Regions from separate parts of the Mus musculus genome. Here all the other regions are linked to region 1. The links are chromatin contacts, called in public promoter capture Hi-C maps. All regions are on one chromosome and are shown on one strand. Each heading gives the region's core, a stretch centred on a gene start, on an enhancer-like site or on the middle of the called end of the contact. The rest is flanking DNA. Distances are from core to core; before and after follow the strand shown.

Evidence for each region. Promoter capture Hi-C pulls out the DNA fragments that hold promoters and counts their contacts. Capture Hi-C pulls out chosen DNA fragments and counts their contacts.
Region 2: a contact with region 1 is called in a promoter capture Hi-C map of the SN4741 cell line, with 4 times the contacts expected there. The contact joins the promoter of Tsc22d4 here to the promoter of Zscan21 in region 1. A contact is called at or near these places in 1 of 39 promoter capture datasets (the SN4741 cell line), 2 of 115 datasets of contacts at active chromatin or transcription factors (embryonic stem cells and pancreatic cancer cells) and 1 of 9 other capture datasets (adipose tissue).
Region 3: a contact with region 1 is called in a promoter capture Hi-C map of adipose tissue. The contact joins the promoter of Zfp157 here to the promoter of Zscan21 in region 1. A contact is called at or near these places in 2 of 39 promoter capture datasets (hippocampal neurons and pre-B cells) and 1 of 9 other capture datasets (adipose tissue).

The regions. Positions count from the first base shown.
Region 1 is chr5:138,115,244-138,118,988 of GRCm38.p6, forward strand. Zscan21 (zinc finger and SCAN domain containing 21) reads left to right here and starts at 1,662. Exons shown (of 5, transcript NM_011757.3): 1 at 1,662-1,764; 2 at 2,593-2,677.
Region 2 is chr5:137,743,808-137,747,552 of GRCm38.p6, forward strand. It overlaps Tsc22d4 (TSC22 domain family, member 4), which reads left to right and starts at 2,162. Exons shown (of 5, transcript NM_023910.6): 1 at 2,162-2,607; 2 at 3,041-3,745. The coding sequence starts at 3,309.
Region 3 is chr5:138,439,691-138,443,435 of GRCm38.p6, forward strand. It overlaps Zfp157 (zinc finger protein 157), which reads left to right and starts at 1,786. Exons shown (of 5, transcript NM_028130.3): 1 at 1,786-1,939. The coding sequence starts at 1,937.

The DNA of each region.
Region 1 (3,745 bases), core at 412-2,911:
GGCTACGATTGTGTACTGGCATACCTAGCTCTAATTATTAATATATATAATGTCTTCAGAGCTAGGTAAATAACTTGATGATGGAGAGAAGTGCTAGCTTGCATAAGGCATTGGGTTCTACCCCCCTCCCCCAGCACAGAAAGAAAAATCTATAGTGGTAGAACAAGCATACACAAATAGAGAATCAAAATCTTGTCTCAGCTTTGCTATCAATTTACACTCTAGTACACACTGGATCTGATCTGCCAAGACACTGCTTTCTTCATACATAAACAAGAACTCAGGCAGATTGTTCTCTGTGTTTTTGATTGTAATGGCTATTCCTGGTTGTCAACTTGACTCTATCTGGAATGAACTACAATCCACCTGTGATCCAGATCTTGAGGCTGGAAGAAGATTCTGACCTGGATCTTGGCATGGAGATCTTGAGGCATAGTGGCCATGAGAAACTTAGGTCCATGCCGGGCATGGTGGCTCATGCCTTTAATCCCAGCACTTGGGAGGCAGAGGCAGGTGGATTTCTTAGTTCGAGGCCAGCCTGGTCTACAGAGTGAGTTCCAGGACAGCCAGGGATACACAGAAAAACTCTGTCTTGAAAAAACAAAAAACAAACAAACAAACAAAAACAAAACAAAACAAGAACAACAAAAAAGAAAAACTTAGGCCCAGGAAACTAAGGCAAAGAGATCTCTGAGTTCTAAGAGCCAGGCATGGTGGTACACACTTAATCTGGGCCACACCTTCTGCTAGAGATTTGCTTAAGGACATTGGAAGAAGGAAGAGTCCCTCTTCTTCGGCTGCTTGCACTTACTTGCCAGCACATCTGTTGGAATCTACTTCTACAGACGACCAGCTGGAACACCTAGCTTCGTGGGACTGAGCAACTACTAGATTCTTGGACCATTGCTGGGGTACAGACTGTAAGTTATCACAATAAATTCACTCAGTATAGACAGACATTCCCTTAGTTCTGTGACTCTAGAGAACCCTAACTGTTACAGTGCTCATGTACACAGTGTGTTTGCAAACATGTGAAGGCCAGAGGTTAATGTTAGCTGTCTTCTTCAATTGCTTCTCTACCTTGTTTTTGAGACAAGGTGTCACTGATCTGGAGCTAGGCTGCCCAGACAACAGACTGCAGGGGTCCTCCCAGCACTCGGATTACAGGCATGTGATGTACCATAGTCTTTTTATGTGGTGCTGGAAATCCAAATGTAGGTCCTCACGCATGAGCTCTTTACTCACTCACTGATCTAGAGGCAAGTGGATCGTTTATAGAGTTCGAGGTCAGCCTGGTATACATAGAGTTCCAGGCTAGCTAGGGCTAATGACATGTTTGTCTCAAAAACAAGGCAGTGGTGGCTCATGCTTTTAATCCCAGCACTCGAGAGGCAGAGGCAAGTAAATCCCTGAGTTCGAGGCCAGCCTGGTCTATTGAGTGAGTTTCAGGGCAGCCAGGGCCGCATAACCCTCCAAAAACCACCCACCCTCAAAAAAAGAATGAACGAAAGAAAGAAAAGGGAGGGGGTAGGAAGAGAGAATGAGAATAAAAAAAGAAATAGGGGGAGAAACAGATCACAACCAGGACAGTCGCAGCCTCCGGTGAAACAGGATACCGACAACGCTCGGATTCCTAGAGGGGCGGCTGCTCCCCCTCCAGAGGGGCGGGGCTCTGACGCGCTTCCGGTGGTGCTGTCGTTCAGCCGCTGTGAGGATTCCAGACTCCAAAGCGGTTCTGAGTCACGGTGAGCCTGCGAGTCCCAGGTTAGCCTAGCGGTCGGGGAGCGTTGGCCAAAAGATTTCGAGAGGGTGGGACGGGTTTAGCGACTGTGGTTCTGGTTCGGGGAGTTCCTCCATGGTGGTTCTGGGAGATTGAGGAGGAGCGCCCCGCCCAGCCGTCGTCGGCGCCCGCTCTAAGGAAAGGCTTTTCCACCCCCGAGGGCTCCCTGGAACAAAACCCTGATTCTTTTGCTTCCGGAATCGCATTTCTAGTCTCTCCGTTATTGTCTGTTACCTGACGGAAACTGCCCTCTTTCTTCCCCAGCAAGAGCCCTGAGATCTAAACTCAGAACTAATTGTTAAGAATAAGCCCAAGTGTAGAAACCTCTGAAAACCCGAATCTCCTCAGTCTTGAGTCTTGTCCAGTCCAGGCGGGGAATTGGTCCCGGTGGGCTTTGTGCGCACTGGACAAGGATTTGCTCAAGTCTGGAAAGATTTTTAGACGATCGTTTGTAAAACGCGTATAGGATAGAAAGGTGATTGATTTATTTGGTGGCTGACATAGTTGGAAATCTGTTGAAAGGGGACACTTAAAGAATTGTGAACAACAACAACAAAATCAATACAGGAAAATTGTTTTTCAAGTGGTGGAAGGCTTCTGAAGAGAGACTGAGTATTGGTTCAGGGCTATTGAAATGATGCAGAATTTGGCTCACTCTGAGCTACTAGATCTGCCCAGTAGTTATGCTCTTCAGAATTATTGGCCTGCCTGGAAGCTTTTTGAAAATTAGTTTGCTCGGTTTGAGACGGGGTCTTACTGTATGGCCTACACTGGTGTATAATTGGTGATCCTCCTGTCTCTGTTCTCTTCAGTGCTGTAATTACAGGTATGCACCACCACGACTTCAGCTTGGAGTTTCCAAGTGCAGAGTGTCTTAAGGGCATTATCTACTACAAGGTAATAATTGCTGTTCATTTGATGCAATCTGTGATAGTTTGATTTGTTTACACTTCGTCTTGCACAGAATGAATTTGAGGCTGATTAAGGGAGTGTGTGTGTGTGGGGGGGGGACTTATAAACTGTAGAATTCGCATAAAGGAGGGAAAAATTGGGAAGTGACCAAAAGCCTGCTGCTAGACTTCGAGAGTTAGGTTTTTATTTTTTTACTCTGTGTGTGTGTGTGTGTGTGTGAGTCAAAGGATAGTTGGCATAGTTGACTGCTTCCCTTCCATTACATGGACACCAGTCTCAAAACAGGCAGCAGGTCGGTTGCATTTGTTACCCACTGAGCCATCTTGTCAGTTGAGTTAAACCTTTAGATAGGGGCTGGAGAGATGGCTCAGTGGTTAAGAGCACTACTGGCTGCTCTTCCAGAGGTCCTGAGTTCAAATCCCAGCAACCACTTGGTGGCTCATGGCCATTTGTAATGTGATCTTATGCCCTCTTCTGGTGTGTCTGAAAACAGCAACAGTGTACTCTTAGACATAAAATAATACATGAATCTTTAAAAACAAAACAAAACAACCTTTAGATAGCTTTGGTTTTGCTTTTTTGTTATTTTTCAAAACAGGGTTTCTTTGTGTTGCCCTGTCTGTCCTGGAACTCTGTTGACTATGCTGGCTTCTAACTCAGAGATCCTCCTGCCTCTACCTTCCATGTGCTGGGATTAAGGTGTACATACCACACCCTGCTTTAGGTAGCCTTTTTAAAGTTTTTTTTTTTTTTCTATGAAAGTGTTAAATTAGGCCTGTTTTTCTACCCACATACTTTTTGATTTTATGACTATTTAAGGAATTTTCAGAAACCAAGACCTGGAGGGCATCTTCACATGGCAAGCTCAGCATTACCAAATGTGAAACATTGGCTTTCTTTGTGTGCAGGGAGCAAGATGCCAAGATACTTTAGTACCAGATTTTTTCTTTTCTTCTTTTTGGTTTTTTGGTTTTTTTTTTGGTTTTGTTTTGTTTGTTTTTTTTTTTGTTTTTGTTTTTTGTTTTGTTTTGTTTTGTTTGTTTGTTTGTTTGT
Region 2 (3,745 bases), core at 912-3,411, 370 kb before region 1:
CACTATGTCCCAAGACTAACCCTTCAGGTAGTTTGCTGATGCTAGAGATGGAATCCAGGGCTTTATATATGAGGTAAGCACTCTACTAAACTATATTCCCAGCCCAACCAAGGGTTCTTTCTTCCTTTTTTCCCCTCCTGTCTGTCTGTCTGTCTGTTACTGTTGAAGCAGGATCTCATGTAGCTGAGGCTGGCCTTGAACTCTTCAGCCTCCTGCTTCTATGCCACCTCCCATGATCTGGGACTATAGGCATGTACATGCACTGCCACAGCCAGCTAGGATTTTTAAAATATACCTAAGAACATACCTAAGAACAGTTCTTTTTTTTTTTTTTTTTTTTTTTTTTGTTTTTCGAGACAGGGTTTCTCTGTGTAGCCCTGGCTGTCCTGGAACTCACTCTGCAGACCAGGCTGGCCTCGAACTCAGAAATCCGCCTGCCTCTGCCTCCCAAGTGCTGGGATTAAAGGCGTGCGCCACCACGCCCGGCTCTAAGAACAGTTCTGTTTGAGGAAAATTAATTAGAACCTATTTCCTTCCAAACCCATGAGTGACACCAGATGCTGCCTTTAGATCCTGCTTTGGCTGAAAGATTCTTGCCCAGAATGCCAGTATGGGTGCCAAGAAAGAAAAATGGCAGTTGGGAGTTCGCTTTTTTTCTTGCCAGTTGCAGAATAGACCCTTTATGTGTGTGCAGATTCTCCTTCATAATGATGAAGGGATAATATGGGACAGGTGGGAGAGGGCTGGAGATGGGAAAGAGCTGGTCTGTAGCCAGCTGGGATTGGTTCTCAGGTATACGCACGGGGTAGTTGTGTGGACATGGGTGTGTGTCCAAGCACTTGGGGAAGCAGAAGTGAGCAACTTCATCTTCCCATCTACCTAAGTGTTTATATGAGGGACAAAGATGAGAAGGTAGCAATGCCTGTTCTGGGCTGAGGAGTGGCTCAGCAGGTAAAAGTTCTTGCTACTCAAGCATGAGGACCTGAGTTCAAATCTTCAGTAGCCACATGAGAAGCCAGGCATAACCATGTGTGCCTATAACCTCAGTGTTGTGGAGAATAGATGTAGAATTATTGGGGCTTGCTGGATGCCTACCAAGCTATGCATTCAATGAGAGACCCTGAGTAGGACACCCAGTGTGGTCCTGTGGCTAACAAACACACACAAGTGTGTGCAACTACTCATTCATGTGCACACACACGCCACACACATGTCTACCCTACCACCAACAGCCTTCTTGGATAGTTTGCTTTCTCCAATTTTCCCTTTTTAAGAGAGGGAAACACCGTATCAGAGATTTGATTTCATATACTGGAGCAGGAGCAGGATAGACAGGATGGCTCAGTGGGTAAAGGGCCTTACCACCAAACCGGATGGTTGGCACTATTCCATCCTTGGACCCACATAGTGGAAGAGAAAACTGACTCCTTCAAGTTGACCTCCAGATCTACACATACATACATTCACAGTAAAAAAAAAAAAAAAAAAAAAAAAAAAAAAAAAAAATTCAAATATTGCAGCAAAATCCGAGAAAAGATATTGGAGGAATAAAACACGTTTGGGTACAGCTGATACTTGTTACAAGTCCATGATGGCGTGTATGGGCGTTCATTCTCCTAGTTCCTCTACTTTAGGGCATGTTTGAAAATTTTCATAGCCGCTCGCTTTTGAAAACAGAGTGGGGAAAGGAGTTTCTCGTGAATTTACGGTGAAAACCAGAGACGCTGTGACAAATCACAGCCAGTGGGTCACATTGACTATGTATTTATGGACAGTCAGGTACCCAGAACATGTCTGGCACGTTCCTTGAGACTCTTTTGGAGAACCTGCAAAAGCCTACAAGTAAGGGAATCCCTGGCCTCCCGCAGGCTCCTCCTCTTTTTCTCCGCCCTCATGCCCCTCCCTCCGAGGAAGAGTTGCCTGGAACCTGGCAGGTGTAGGGTTAAAGCAACCAGTTTGGGACCCGCAGCGGCAGAAGCTGCAGCAGCAACAGCAGCAGCTACAGCAGCAACTGTAGGCTGCGGCTGCGGCTGCGGCTGTGGCAGGCCTGGCTCCGGGCCAGCTGGCAGGGAGCCTTAGGAGGGAGGAGGGAGGAGGGAGGAGGAAGAGGGGAAGGAGGAGGAGAGGAGCAGTGAGCAGGCCCGAGAAGGCAGGACTTCCTGGTGTGGGGGTTGTCAACAGCCCAGAAAGAGAGCCAGAGACCCAGACCGAGACGGAGCGGAGCTGAGGAGCTGAGAGATACATCCAGTGGGGCCACGTGGGAGGAGCCTTGAGAGAGAGCCACTCAAGGGACTGGAGCCAGCGGGGGGCTGAGCCGCCCCCTCCCACAGCAACAGGGAAGACCCGTGGAGTGTTAACCGAGGCTGCGCCTGGGCTCCCCCGTGGAAGCGCTGGTTTCTTCTCGTCTCAACTGCAAACTTTCCACCGAGATGCCTCGCAGAGTGAGATGCGGACGCCAGAGAACACTGGGTAGCCCTTGATTGCTGCCTGCCGTGGCCTGCTCTAGGCCGCCTTAGGATTTAAAAAAAAAAGAGAGAGAGAGAGAGAGAGAGATCTTAGTCCCCCAGGTCTTCTCTCCAGCTCAGCTCGGTGGCCGAGGCCCGAGAGGTAGGTAGTTCTCCCGGGCTGGGCGGGGCGCTTGGCTTGGCGGGCAGTGCCTAACCAGCGATGGGGGAACTGGAATGGGGGTGGGGTGGGCTTGAGGCCCGGCAGAGGCCTCAGGGTGGCCCTTTCAGGGGAGGAGCCGATTCACCCCTGTGCCCCTGGCCATGGAGATACGTGTTGGGGACGAGTTTGGATCTCAAGCATGAAATGTCCAACTTTGGGTCCCAGCTGCTTCTTCCTGTTGTGGGTGTTCTGAATTCTGTCCCCTCTGCTCCGGTCTGTCATTTCTACTTGTCTCTGGGTCTCTAGTGGCTTTCTTCTTCCTCCCTCCAGTCGGCTCCCCCGAGAGGAAGCCCCGGAGGTGGTTTGGCCCCTGCTTTTTCTTTTGCTCACGTACACACACTCTCGCTCACTTTCTGTCTCTTTCTTTTTCCAGTTTGCAAGCTCAGCTTTGGGGTTTCAGCGGCGACAGCAGCAGGAAAAACCTGCCCCTGCCCCCCCCTCCTGCCACCTCCCCTCTGTACTCCAGTCACTAACCAGGCACCCCCAAGTTCCCACAAGGCCCTCCTGCCATGTCGGACCCAGACGTCCCCAGGGGCCCCGATGTCCCTGCCATGTGGCCCCCTTGTTCCAGAGGTGCCTGAGCCCCTCTCCAGGAGCCCAGCCCCTCCCCCACCCGAGCCCAGTCCGGAGCCCCAGGGACCATGAGTGGTGGTAAGAAGAAAAGTAGTTTTCAGATCACCAGCGTCACCACGGACTATGAGGGCCCAGGAAGCCCAGGGGCTTCGGATTCCCCTGTCCCACCGGCTCTCGCTGGGCCCCCGCCCCGCCTCCCCAATGGGGACCCCAACCCTGATCCAGGGGGCAGGGGCACCCCCCGGAATGGCTCTCCGCCACCTGGAGCCCCTGCCTCCCGTTTCCGGGTGGTGAAGCTGCCCCAAGGTTTGGGAGAGCCTTATCGTCGAGGTCGGTGGACGTGTGTGGATGTTTACGAGAGAGATCTGGAGCCTCCAAGCTTCGGTCGGCTTCTGGAGGGCATTCGAGGGGCCTCTGGAGGCACCGGAGGCAGATCATTGGATTCTAGGTTGGAGCTGGCTAGTTTGGGCATAAGCACCCCTATCCCGCAGCCAGGCCTGTCTCA
Region 3 (3,745 bases), core at 536-3,035, 320 kb after region 1:
TAACAATCTAGGGTCCTGGCACCAGATAGAATTGTTCTCTTCCCTGCTAGGATCTGGCAATGTGTTGTCCCCAGTACCTTACCTCTTCAGTACCCATGCCCCTAATGGATGCTCTTACACACACTCCTCTAGTTAAACTCTGGGAGGATGGCAAGATGGCTCATCAAGTAAAAACACTGCTGCCAAACTAGGTGACTTAAGTTTGATTTTTGGGACTCACAATGTCTAGCAAACTGTCCTGGGACTTTCATACTCAAGCCCATGCAAACACATATAAATACATAAATTTAAACTCATTGATATATGTGGTGGTTTGAATAAAAATGGTCCCCATAGGCTCATATCATATATCTGAATGATGAATCATGAGGGAGTGACACAACTTAGAAGAATTAGGAGGTGTGACCTTGTTGGGGGTAGATGTACCCTTGCTGGAAGAAGTGTGCCACTAGCAATGAGCTTTGAGATTTCAGAGCCCAAGACAGACCCAGTGTCTCTCTCCCTGCTGTCTGCAGATCTGGATGTAGAACTCTCAGCTACTTCTCCAGCACATTTCTGTCTGTGTGCCACCATGCTCCTTACCTTGAGAGTCATAGACTAAATGGCCGAAACTGTAAGCAAGCCCCCGTTAAATGCTTTCTTTTTTAAAAGCCATTGCCTTGGTTATGGTGTCTCTTCACAGCAAAAGAACACTGACTGAGATAATATACCAAGCTATGCTTGAATGAATCTGATTTTTTTTTTTTGTTCTGTTGCTTTTGTTCAATCTGGGGAGAATAGAAGTTTGTTCAAAAATAATTAGTAAGGAATTTAAGAAACCACTACGAAGTAATCCTTGACAGCTATTGTCTTGGGGGACTGGAGTCATACTGAATTACTCTGGAAAGCATTTTAACCGTATTAATGCCTGGGTTCTAGATCCTGGACTCTGATTTCACTGGTTCTTTATTCCACTGGAAACCTTTGCTATGATGTCAGAAGTTACAATCACAAGTTCTATGGTTTGTGATGCCTGAACTATGCATGATATCCATGTATGCTGTGAGGCTTTGCCTAGCTAAAATCAAAGAACAAATTCAAGACATGATCCCTTGTTCGGCTACATTGTTACAAGAGAAAATGTATTCCTTGCATACACATCTGTATGAATGTCCCTAGCTTTCTTGGGAAGGTGACCTAATAACAGAGATTTGATTATTGTTTATGTTGGAAATAGAAAAAAAAAAAAAAGAAAGAAAGAAAGAAAGAAAGAAAGAAAGAAAGAAAGAAAGAAAGAAAGAAAGAAACCAGTAGGCCTCTGTTTGTGCTGGGATTAAAGACCAAGGAATGGAAATATTTTGCATGTATGTGGGATGCATTATACATGTTTTCAAATATTTCTTAAGGTAAACAATGAAAAGCATCCATAGCAGCATTGGTTTCCTAAATGGTAGTTTTTAAAATCAAATCCAAATGTTTGTTTTGATTGTTTTAAGTGAATACTTAAATTTGTTCTTGGAATACATAGGGCACGAACAATGTATATAGATTTATATACAATTCACACATTTTCAGATACTTTATTTACAAGGTTAAGTGAAAACAAAAAGGAAGGAGGTTCTGTCACAGGAAGCCCTGCCTTAATTTACCCATGAAAGCAAGGCCTTGTCAATTCTGGCTTCATCCACCCCTGGGTTGAAGCGTGAACTGTCACTCAGGGTGGACCTGAAGCGCTACCCTATCAGACACAATAGACTGAAGGCTACCCAATCAGACACACGGTCGGAAGGGAGGAGGCGGGCCTTGCGTACGTTGTTGCTGACCCCGCCATCTTGGCATCTGTGGCCGCTTTCTTCTCCCAGCTCTGTGTTCTGGATTGCACCTAGTGTCTGTCGCCGTGTGACTCGCTGGTACCTGGACACCCAGCGCGAGGCGGGGCGCTCACCTGAGTCCCGAAATGGTGCGTTTACCCACGACAAGGCCCCTAGCCCCGCGTCCCGCATCGGGGTCGCTTGTGCCCCTGCTGCCTGCGCTGTGGCCAGGCTGAGCTGGCTGCTGCAGCTCGGGGGTCTTGTCGCGTCCGCGTGATTCCCATGACCAGGGCTGCTATGGATGCCTCCTAGGTGGGGACACCGGGACTGCGGGACTTATGACTGCCCAAGCGCGGCCGGGAGTTTGTCGGCCGCCTCCAGATCTGGTAGGACTTTGACCAGCATGGGGGATTGCTGCCTTCTTGGTCTCTGGGCCCTCAAGGCCATCGGCCTCCCCAGGATTTTTCTGCAGCCGGCGCCCCGCCCCGTCTCTTCATCTTGCATCTCCACGTTTGTCCCTGGCTTCTCAAGTCACAATCTTGTGATGTTTCTATCTCAGAACCTCTATGGAAGCCCGTGAGCATGACCTTCCCCGCCCACTTCCTCACCTCTCAACCCATCTCAGCCCATCACGTTTTGTTCATGAGCCCGGTCCTTCAAGTCCCGGGAGTCCCTGAGTGACCCGGAGTAGGTACTTCTTCTCCTCTCTGCTGTTTCCTTCACTCTCCCTCTGTCTTCTGCCTCTGGCTCTCTATTTCTAGGGATGGAGTCTAGGAATTCATTTATGCAAGGTAGTGCTCTGCCCTAAGCCAGTTAGTTACTTGTCCTTTTTTTTTTCCTTTCACGATTTTAGCATTTATATATTAATGGTACACCGTAGTGACTTTCATTTCATTACATCTTATATCTATGTGTAATGTTGTATTTTCTTCTACCTAACCTCTGTTATCCTCCCGGTCCTTTTCCTACTCCCTCAGATTCTCTTCCTCTTTTCCAGTACTTCCCCTTAGTATTAGTTTTTTTTTTTTTTTTAAATGACCCCCCCGACTTCTACATAGGAAGAAGGTTAGTTACAGGAGCATGGGCCCCACCATTGTCTATACTACTATACTACGGAATAAAGAGGCTCTCCTGAGCCTCTCCCTATGCAACCATTAACTGCCTATACATCCTCAAGGAGAAATGGGGCCTTGTGAGCCTCTTCCTGTTCTTCACAATTTCACTTCATTTACAGATTTTTATTTATGTGTTTTTTAGCTTCCTAATTTTTTTACAGTTTGTTTGCTTATTTATTTATTTATTTTAGACATAGTTTTAACTGCAGCACGAGTTGGCTTTGAACTTAACCATTCTCCTCCCTGAGCTGGGAACACAGGCCAACCTTTCGTACTTGTTGGCAGGAGCCCAGGTCCTAGTTGTCCTTCCTTTACCTCTCCCCACCTGTGCAACTTGGGGATCAGGGGCAACCCTGAATGCTTCTCTTCTGGTGGGGTCCTGGCACACAGGCATAGCTTATGTAGCACAGTATGGTGCTGGGGGAATTAAAACGCAGGTAGCAAAAAAAGGACTAGAGTCAGAGGAGAAGACATGAGAGACAGCACACAGCAAGACCTGCAGACATTAAAGGGAGGGGAACCAGCCAGGTGCTTAGGGACATCCCTGGCTCATGTGCTCTGGAATAAGAGAGGTGGGGTAGAGAGGCAGGCTCTGTAAGTCCCGTTTTGGAATTTGGCCGTATAGCACTGGGCTTTCCAGATATTCCTTGGGTACTGGTCTGGTTCCTGGGTGGTGAAGGAGGAAAGTTAGGAGACTCTGGGTGCAGGAAATGGGGACTGCACCCTAAACCTGAGCACTTCACATATCAGTCTCAGTTCTCTTTATGTGTGCCCCTTTTGTGTCTGTAAAAATCTGTCCCTGCATCCTTTGCCTCCTTCTGTGCCTTGTTTGTGAGATTT